Linked DNA regions of Sus scrofa: region 1 is linked to region 2. A link is a contact called in public HiChIP or PLAC-seq data. All regions are on one chromosome and are shown on one strand. Each heading gives the region's core, a stretch centred on a gene start, on an enhancer-like site or on the middle of the called end of the contact. The rest is flanking DNA. Distances are from core to core; before and after follow the strand shown. Region 1 overlaps DOCK9 (dedicator of cytokinesis protein 9). Region 2 overlaps STK24 (serine/threonine-protein kinase 24).

The links. HiChIP or PLAC-seq counts read pairs in DNA pulled down with a chosen protein or histone mark.
Region 1: an H3K27ac HiChIP or PLAC-seq map of skeletal muscle shows a contact between it and region 2, with 6 times the contacts expected there. The contact joins two enhancer-like sites. A contact is called at or near these places in 4 of 47 Hi-C or Micro-C datasets (heart right ventricle, omental adipose tissue, retroperitoneal adipose tissue and 1 more) and 1 of 2 datasets of contacts at active chromatin or transcription factors (skeletal muscle).

Annotation. Positions count from the first base shown.
Region 1 is chr11:67,821,485-67,825,118 of Sscrofa11.1, forward strand. DOCK9 (dedicator of cytokinesis protein 9) reads right to left here. Exons shown (of 53, transcript XM_021065834.1): 36 at 644-710. Among named protein-coding and RNA genes, the nearest start is that of SLC15A1, 130 kb to the left of the region's middle. Within about 2 kb of position 2,062, at least 4 of the 83 cell types and tissues checked have an H3K27ac peak or open chromatin away from gene starts, as enhancers often do. A contact at or near this core is called in skeletal muscle, where this site is marked.
Region 2 is chr11:67,457,824-67,461,311 of Sscrofa11.1, forward strand. STK24 (serine/threonine-protein kinase 24) reads right to left here. Exons shown (of 11, transcript XM_021065380.1): 11 at 531-3,433. The coding sequence ends at 3,397. Among named protein-coding and RNA genes, the nearest start is that of STK24, 110 kb to the right of the region's middle. Within about 2 kb of position 1,993, at least 5 of the 83 cell types and tissues checked have an H3K27ac peak or open chromatin away from gene starts, as enhancers often do. A contact at or near this core is called in skeletal muscle, where this site is marked.

The DNA of each region.
Region 1 (3,634 bases), core at 812-3,311, 360 kb after region 2:
CTTTTTTTACTTATTATATATTTTTATTTTTAAAAATGTGTTTTTTGCTTTTATGGCTGCGCCTGTGGCATATGTAAGTTCCCGGGCTAGGGGTCAAATTGGAGCTGCAGCTGCCAGGCTACACCACAGCCACAGCAATACCGGATCCAAGCTGCATCTGCGAGCTATGCTGCAGCTCATAGCAACACCGGATCCTTAACCCACTGAGCAAGGCCAGGGATCGAAAGGCATCCTCACAGAGAAAACTTCAGGGCCTTGACCTGCTGAGCCACATGGGGAACTCCCTATATTTTTACATTAAGAAATTTTTCTGTCTCAGTTTCTGCATCTGCTTGAGTTAAGTTAGATTCAACTTAGATATGCAGCATCCACACAATTCAGCTACTAAATTTTGTGTTATTTTATTAAAATCGCTTATACACCTAAGTTGTAATCTCTCCTCTATAACAGTCCCATTTCTAGTAATGTAAGGCTGGCCATGAGCCCCTGAGAGTGGGTGCTGGGGTCAGGGCCAAGAGAAAGAGCTATAGGAGTAAGCACAGGGGTGAAACACTGCATTTCTGGTTCAGCTGCATAGCATTCTTCACGCCTCTGAATTAGCCAGGAAAATCAAGGGTCAACGAGCAAAGACAAAACTACTCACTCTGATATTGTAAAAAAATCCATCAGCTCAGATGTTGAGGCCTTGTTCCAATACGTAAACAAAGCATCTAGAAAGTAAACATTTATTTGGTCAGGATCACGATGTGTCTTTTGTACAAGATGAGAAGGGACCTCGACGTGTAGGCCTCCAAACCCTCTCCCGCCTCCTTGCATAGTTGCCCAAAGGACAAACCGCAGGGACCTGTCTGTACTGGATAATGCACCCAACAGGCTTTGTCAATGGAAAGGAAGCCCTTGGACTTCAATTTTATCAGACCTACATGGTGTATATTTAACATGTATATATACTGTGCTCCTAAATGGACTAGAAAACCCAAAGCATACAAGTGGGTATAGAGTCTAAAGTTATGCTCCCTCTTCACCCACTACTGAATCCCTCCCCAGGAGAGAATCTGTTGAAAATTCTTACATGGATATAAGGACCCCCTTCCCAACACACACACACACACACACACACACAGAGAGAGAGAGAGAGAGAGAAGCATGCATCCCACACACACTGTTCTGCCCTCTTAGGTGTGTGTTTGTTTTTGGCAGTGGTAAACAGCGGCTTGATGTGGGACCTCCGTTCCTAGGTAAGGAACTGAACCTAGGCCATAGGGACGAAAGCATCAAGTCCTCACCACTGGGCCACCAGGGAACTCCCTGCTCTTTGAGTTTTAATTCAGCGATATACTTTGGCTCTATCTCAGGCTTTTCCAGGCTGCAAAACATTCCTCTCTCTGGAGGAACTGTAACCAGGTTAACAAGTTCCCCTCCTAACAGAGAGTTCCCTGTCCTTCCCCCTAACCCGTTGCTATTATAAACCATGCTTTGGTGACTTTTACATGGGTCTTTGCACATTCATCCAACATCTGTAGGACAAATTGTTCTAAGTGCACTAGCTTTGTTAATGGTATGGACATTAAAAATTGGACAGATATTGCCAAACAGGCTTTCAAACAAGCAGCGTAGGAGAGTTCCTACTTCCTAGCATGACAGTACCGTAAGCCCGTGACTAAGAACCAACTGGGCACATTTTCAGTTAAGGTAAATCCTACAAATTCATTTACAGGAAGCGTCTCTGTGCATGACCCTGAACTGCTCAGCGTTGCACAAAGGGTGTTATCATTTGATAGTTAAACATTTTTGCATTCTTATATTTTATACCAGAGTTAAGAAATGTGTTAAAAGATTTTTCTCAAGGAAAAAGCTACTGAGTCTTTGGGGCCTGAGATGAGTGAGAAGGTGGCTGCAGAGGGGCTGGTGGCTCACGGACTTTTATTCTACGCTTCTCAAGGGCAGTGACAGGCAGGAGAAGCTGTGGGATACACGCCAAGTATCTTTAGGCACCAGGCACTGTGATTTCACACATACACTGTCATCGAGTCCTCGCCATGGTCTGAGGCGGAGCTCAGTTACAGCTGAACTGACGATGGTTCAGAGAAGCGAGGTAACTCTCCTGGTTCCTAGAGAAGGCTGGTGGAATAGGGATTTAAATCCAGCGCACCTGATTCTGAAAGCCACGTCTGGCCTCTTAACCAGGGGGTGGGGCAGGGAGCTTCCATCTCTTGGAGGGTTTGAATTTAGAATCCAGAGGGATAGACTGTGGCTACTTGAGGCTGGTCATGCTGGTGTGGTGGGAAGCCAGGAGTCCCTGGATGCTGAGGGCCAATGTGCAGAAACCTGGGCCACCCCAGCACGTGGCAGACAGACCTGCCAGCCGGTGGCAGCATCACAGCCTTTCCATGCTCTGTGCTCTGGCTGCTGGGTGGGGAGGGGGTTAACTGCCATGAAGAGCAGAGGAGTCACAAGAAGATGCAGACAGCAAGGGGTCCTGCGTGTAGCTGCTCTCGGAGTGTGGGATAAAGGAAAGAGGAGCTACAGAGTTAATTCCGCAACTGACCTTGGTTGTCTGCTGCGGGGAGCCGAGAAAATGCAGGGACTCGAGGAAGGGACCTTGCCTGATGGCAAAAAAAAACCCGAAGGCAGGTTCCTAACCAAGGAAGGGAGCTCACCTGAACGGTACAAGCCGGAGGTGGGTTTCTGGTCAGGATAAAAGCCTGCCTGTAGGGTACAAAACCGAGGGCAGGCTGAAGCCTGCCTGTATGGTGAAAAACCGAGGGCAGGCCTCAGATTACACGGCTCTCTTGTTGATGTTGATGGGGAAGAATTGGGGCTTTCCCGGGAAAACAATTTCCATGTTTGCACCGGAGAACATGGACTGTTTCCCAGGTGACCTAGTCTTTCCTGTTGTTTTACTTGTTATTCAGTTTTTCCTCAGTCTTTCCTGTTATCTGCTTATTATTTTTATTTTCCATTCTTATTCTCCTGTGGTGATTTGTGATTTAACAAAATTACAACAATAATATAAAAATTTCATCCTGATGGACTTTCCCCTATTCAAATCCAATTTAATTAAAAACATAGTGTTCATTTACTAACTGGTAAGCTTTAGAAGTTGGAATGTACTACAGATTTAGATAAAGCTAGACTTATATTATTCATGGTCAAAGAAACCTAGCTATGAGAGTCATCCTTGATTTTAGAAACTTTTAAGCGACAGCTAACTGAAGTTGGTTTTCTCATACTGTCCTCCCACCATGACGCTCTGAAGCTCAGCACTAATCTAAAAACAAGACTTGGAAATGCCAGATCCTTATGTCTGTAGCCTTTTAGGAAACATAATCTGGGAGTTAATTTTTAGAACTTGACCTTCGGGTGTACTTTTAACATGGTGGTGTAACTGAAAACTGTCTTATAAAACAATCATCTATGCCAATAAAATTTGAGCAGTCCAGCGCCCTGAAAGAAGGGACAAAGAGACTGTCTCCGTGTGCAATTGCTGACGCCGTCCCTCCCTAACGGGGTGTGCACTCCCTGGCCTCTGGAGCTGGACTCCGGCCGTCTGTCTGGTAAATTACACTAAGGGCAATTTCTCCCCTACCCCAGAGCATACACAAAAATCAACGTGTGGTAGATAGTAGGATTG
Region 2 (3,488 bases), core at 743-3,242:
GTCCCGGAGCAGCTGCGATGGCAAAATCAGTGAGCTTCTCCCTCCAGGAGTTGCACCTGCCACTCAGCTCTACGAGGCGTGGGGACGAGGTGGTCTTGGTTCACACCTTTGTGTGACTTCAAAGGAAACGGAAGGCCAAGCCAGGTAGGCAGTGTAGACCAACCAGCCCCAAGCTGCCAGGAACACAGGGGCTTTCAGAGACATCTGCTGAGTCCAGCGGCTGCTACACACACACATTATTGACAGGGTGGCTTATAAACAAACTCGCCTCTCACAGTTTGGGCGCTGGCAAGTCCAAGGCCAGGGAGGTCCCGGCGGCTTCGGGGTCTGGTGCGAGCCGGTTCCTGGTTCACGGACGGCCGTCCTCTCACTGGGTCCTCACGTGGTGGAAGAGATGAGGACCACTGTGGAGTCCGGGCACGAAGCCGAGTCCCGCGGGCACCACCCTCGTGACTCCGTCACCCCGGAGGCTGGCAGGGGGTGGGACACCAATGTTCTCTCTCCACAGAAGACACAATTCCAGAAATAACTGTTTCTGTGAACTTTATTGACCCTTGCGTGATACAGAGCCTGTGCTTAGGAACACCCCTTGCAGCCGCCCCGGTTATTGCCATGTTCCATAGCAGAAATACAGAAGCCATGTTTTTAAGGAAGAAAATATAAAAATGCTTATAAATAGACCAAAAGAAAGGTACAAAATGCTGCATAAAGAACCCAACTCGATGCTTCAAAAGACCAACTGGAGGACAAAGCCATCAAATGGGGAAGGTGTGTGGCACTTGGGTCACAGCAAGATAATCACAAGGCTAACAGGGTGTCAGGGCCCCCAAACCCCCTTGGTGGCCACCCCACTTAGGGCAGGCAGCTGGACATGGGACACGAAAAAACAACATCAAAAGCCCACCAGACGAAGCCCCCGGCTGTCTGCAGTGGGGCGGGCAAGCCGTCTGGCAGCGAGAGGGTCCCGAGTGGTAGGAGAGCCATCTCGAATGCTGAGCTCCCAGGTCTGGCTAAAGCCTGAGAGCCGTTCGTACTGCCTGAGGCAGGTTCTGCTGCAGCTCCAGGACCTGGTCTCTCTAAGGGCGGGCTTGCAGGGGACCAATGCTAGCCTCCTTGGCTAACCGAGATCCCTTAAAAACACATCAGCTGTCTTTGTCTACGGAGAGAAACAGCCAGGAGAGATTGTCGGGGGAGCTGGACCACTTTCAGAAGCAGTCAGACTACACCTTCCCTGAGAAACGTCCTCAAGAGAAGCCACTTCCAGTAAACTCAGAGTAATGCTGCCTCTCGACTGGGAGATGATGCGGTGTGTTGTCACAGGCCAGTGACTGCAGCGCACTGCCTGAGCATTCGCAACGCTGCTCCTGGCTGGAATCCGGTCCGGCGACCAGCGAAACGGTCACTGCTATCCGACACCGGCATCAGCACCCCGGCCCAATACCACTGTCCATTCGCAAACCTCAAGAGCGCGAGGTCAGCGAGCGGCTGTCTACACTGCTGCATTGCTTTGACTCCTTCTCCAGCAACGGACAGAACTGACCTGCGGCTTCTGCCTCACGGAGGGAAACCAAGAGCTCCCTCCTGCAGGACGCTCTCTGGGGCACAAGACGAAATACGCTCAGTTTTCATTACTCAACTTGACCAACTTGCACAAGACGACCCGGCAATTCAGTTCTTTTCCCCCGAACCAAAATGCATCCCTCATAAAAACTAAGAACAACCCAAATCTACTTTTAATGTAAAAACCCATGACTTTCGATTCTAGAGTTTAAAGCTAGTTCCACTCCGTAACAAACCTAAACAATAGCCACCCACTCAAACGTCTCTGGCTCAGGTCCCTGTAACTTCCAGGCCATCGGGCCAGCGGACAACTGGCCTTCCGCCCCCAGGCTGACCCCGTAACTTCCCTGCTTCCGCAAAGCCTCTGTGTCCCCGCCTCGAAGACTGCTCCTCCCCAAAGAGATGACAGTGCTTCACAGCGACACACACACAAGGATGCCACACCTACTCAAATGAGCCCAGAACTGCTCTGAGAACTCCCGCTCATCCCAGACACCAGAGATCATTAAGCCCCTGGCAAGCAAGCCCGTGCCGCAAGCCAAGAAGAACCCAGACCCCTGGCTGGCCAACCAGCTGACACCGGCTCCTTTAAGAAAGCAGAACAAGCCTCCGCCGAGGCGCCTGGGAAGACACAGAGCAGTTACACGAACCAGCACTATTCACCCACATCTTCTCGGGACCATTTTCGAAGCTGCACAGGGAGCCGACCCGGCCATTCCGCACTGTGAGTGTGGGCACTTGCTCCTGCGGATACTCACACGGACACCACACGCCGCAGGTGCCCTGCCCTCTCAAGAGTCATGCTCCAAGGAGAGTTTGCAAAGTAAGCGTGTTATCAAATTTATTCGTGTAAGCATTCAGACATTTCCAGGCGGGAGGGATGATATGCAGATTTCACTACAAGCTGCAACAGAAGATCAATACGCAAGGACGGGACAGCAGGCGCAGGACTGGCGGGGGCATGAACCCAAACCAATGTTAGACGAGGACACTTCATTGGGGAGAAACTTAATAATTTAAAGCTTCATGAGGCAAGACACGCTCCGGCTGAGAACACTGAGCAATAGTACCATCGATGAGAAAAGGAAAACCACCTTCGACGTGGACCCAGAGGGTGGGGGGCGGACGAGAGCAGCCCCGGCATTTGCTGAGGTACCAACAGAGGGGTGTTCCCTAAGACGGGCCTTCATTATTATCAGTGGCAAAGCCAGCGGATACAAAATAAAACCCAATCACCGGTCACAGAATTCCAAATGTACATGTAATCAAGGCGAGGCGATAGACTCGAGTCACGGCCTGTCAAATATTTACTCCACTGACATTATCTACAAAAGCACTTGGCCGAGGCGGCCGCAGTGATCCCTATGCGCGCCGAGAGGGTCTCCGTAAAAACGACACTATATACACGTCTGTACACGGACCCACCAGAGCGCGTCTCCGTCTCCCGGGGTGGGGGGGGGGCTCATCAACAGAGAGCGGGTACCTGAGGTTTCGTCTCTTCCGTTGCCTTAGCATCATCCCAAACAGACACTTCGGGGCTGATTCTTGTGTTGAAAGACACTTTCCTTGATATGTGCGCTATGGTTAAAATTACAGACGAGAAGAAGAAAGGGATGGGTGAAGGAGCTGACCCCCCCACCCCCCCACCTGGAGACTTCATCACGCCGAGGCCAGCGGGCAAGGGCCGCGCGGCCCCGGGCAGGCGGCCTCCTGGGGGGACGGCCCCCAGGGGCGCACCTCTTCAGCGGAGGCAGCAGAGGCTCTCGTTGACTTTTTAAGAGGAGGAGGATGAAGAAGAAGAAAAGGGGAAACGAAGCTCCAGACGCCAGAGGAGTTTCAGTGGGATGAAGTTCCTCCGCCACTCAGAGAATACCTAGGGGAAACAGAAGGAGACGTAAACGGCATTTCTCTCAGTTAAGAAACATTGA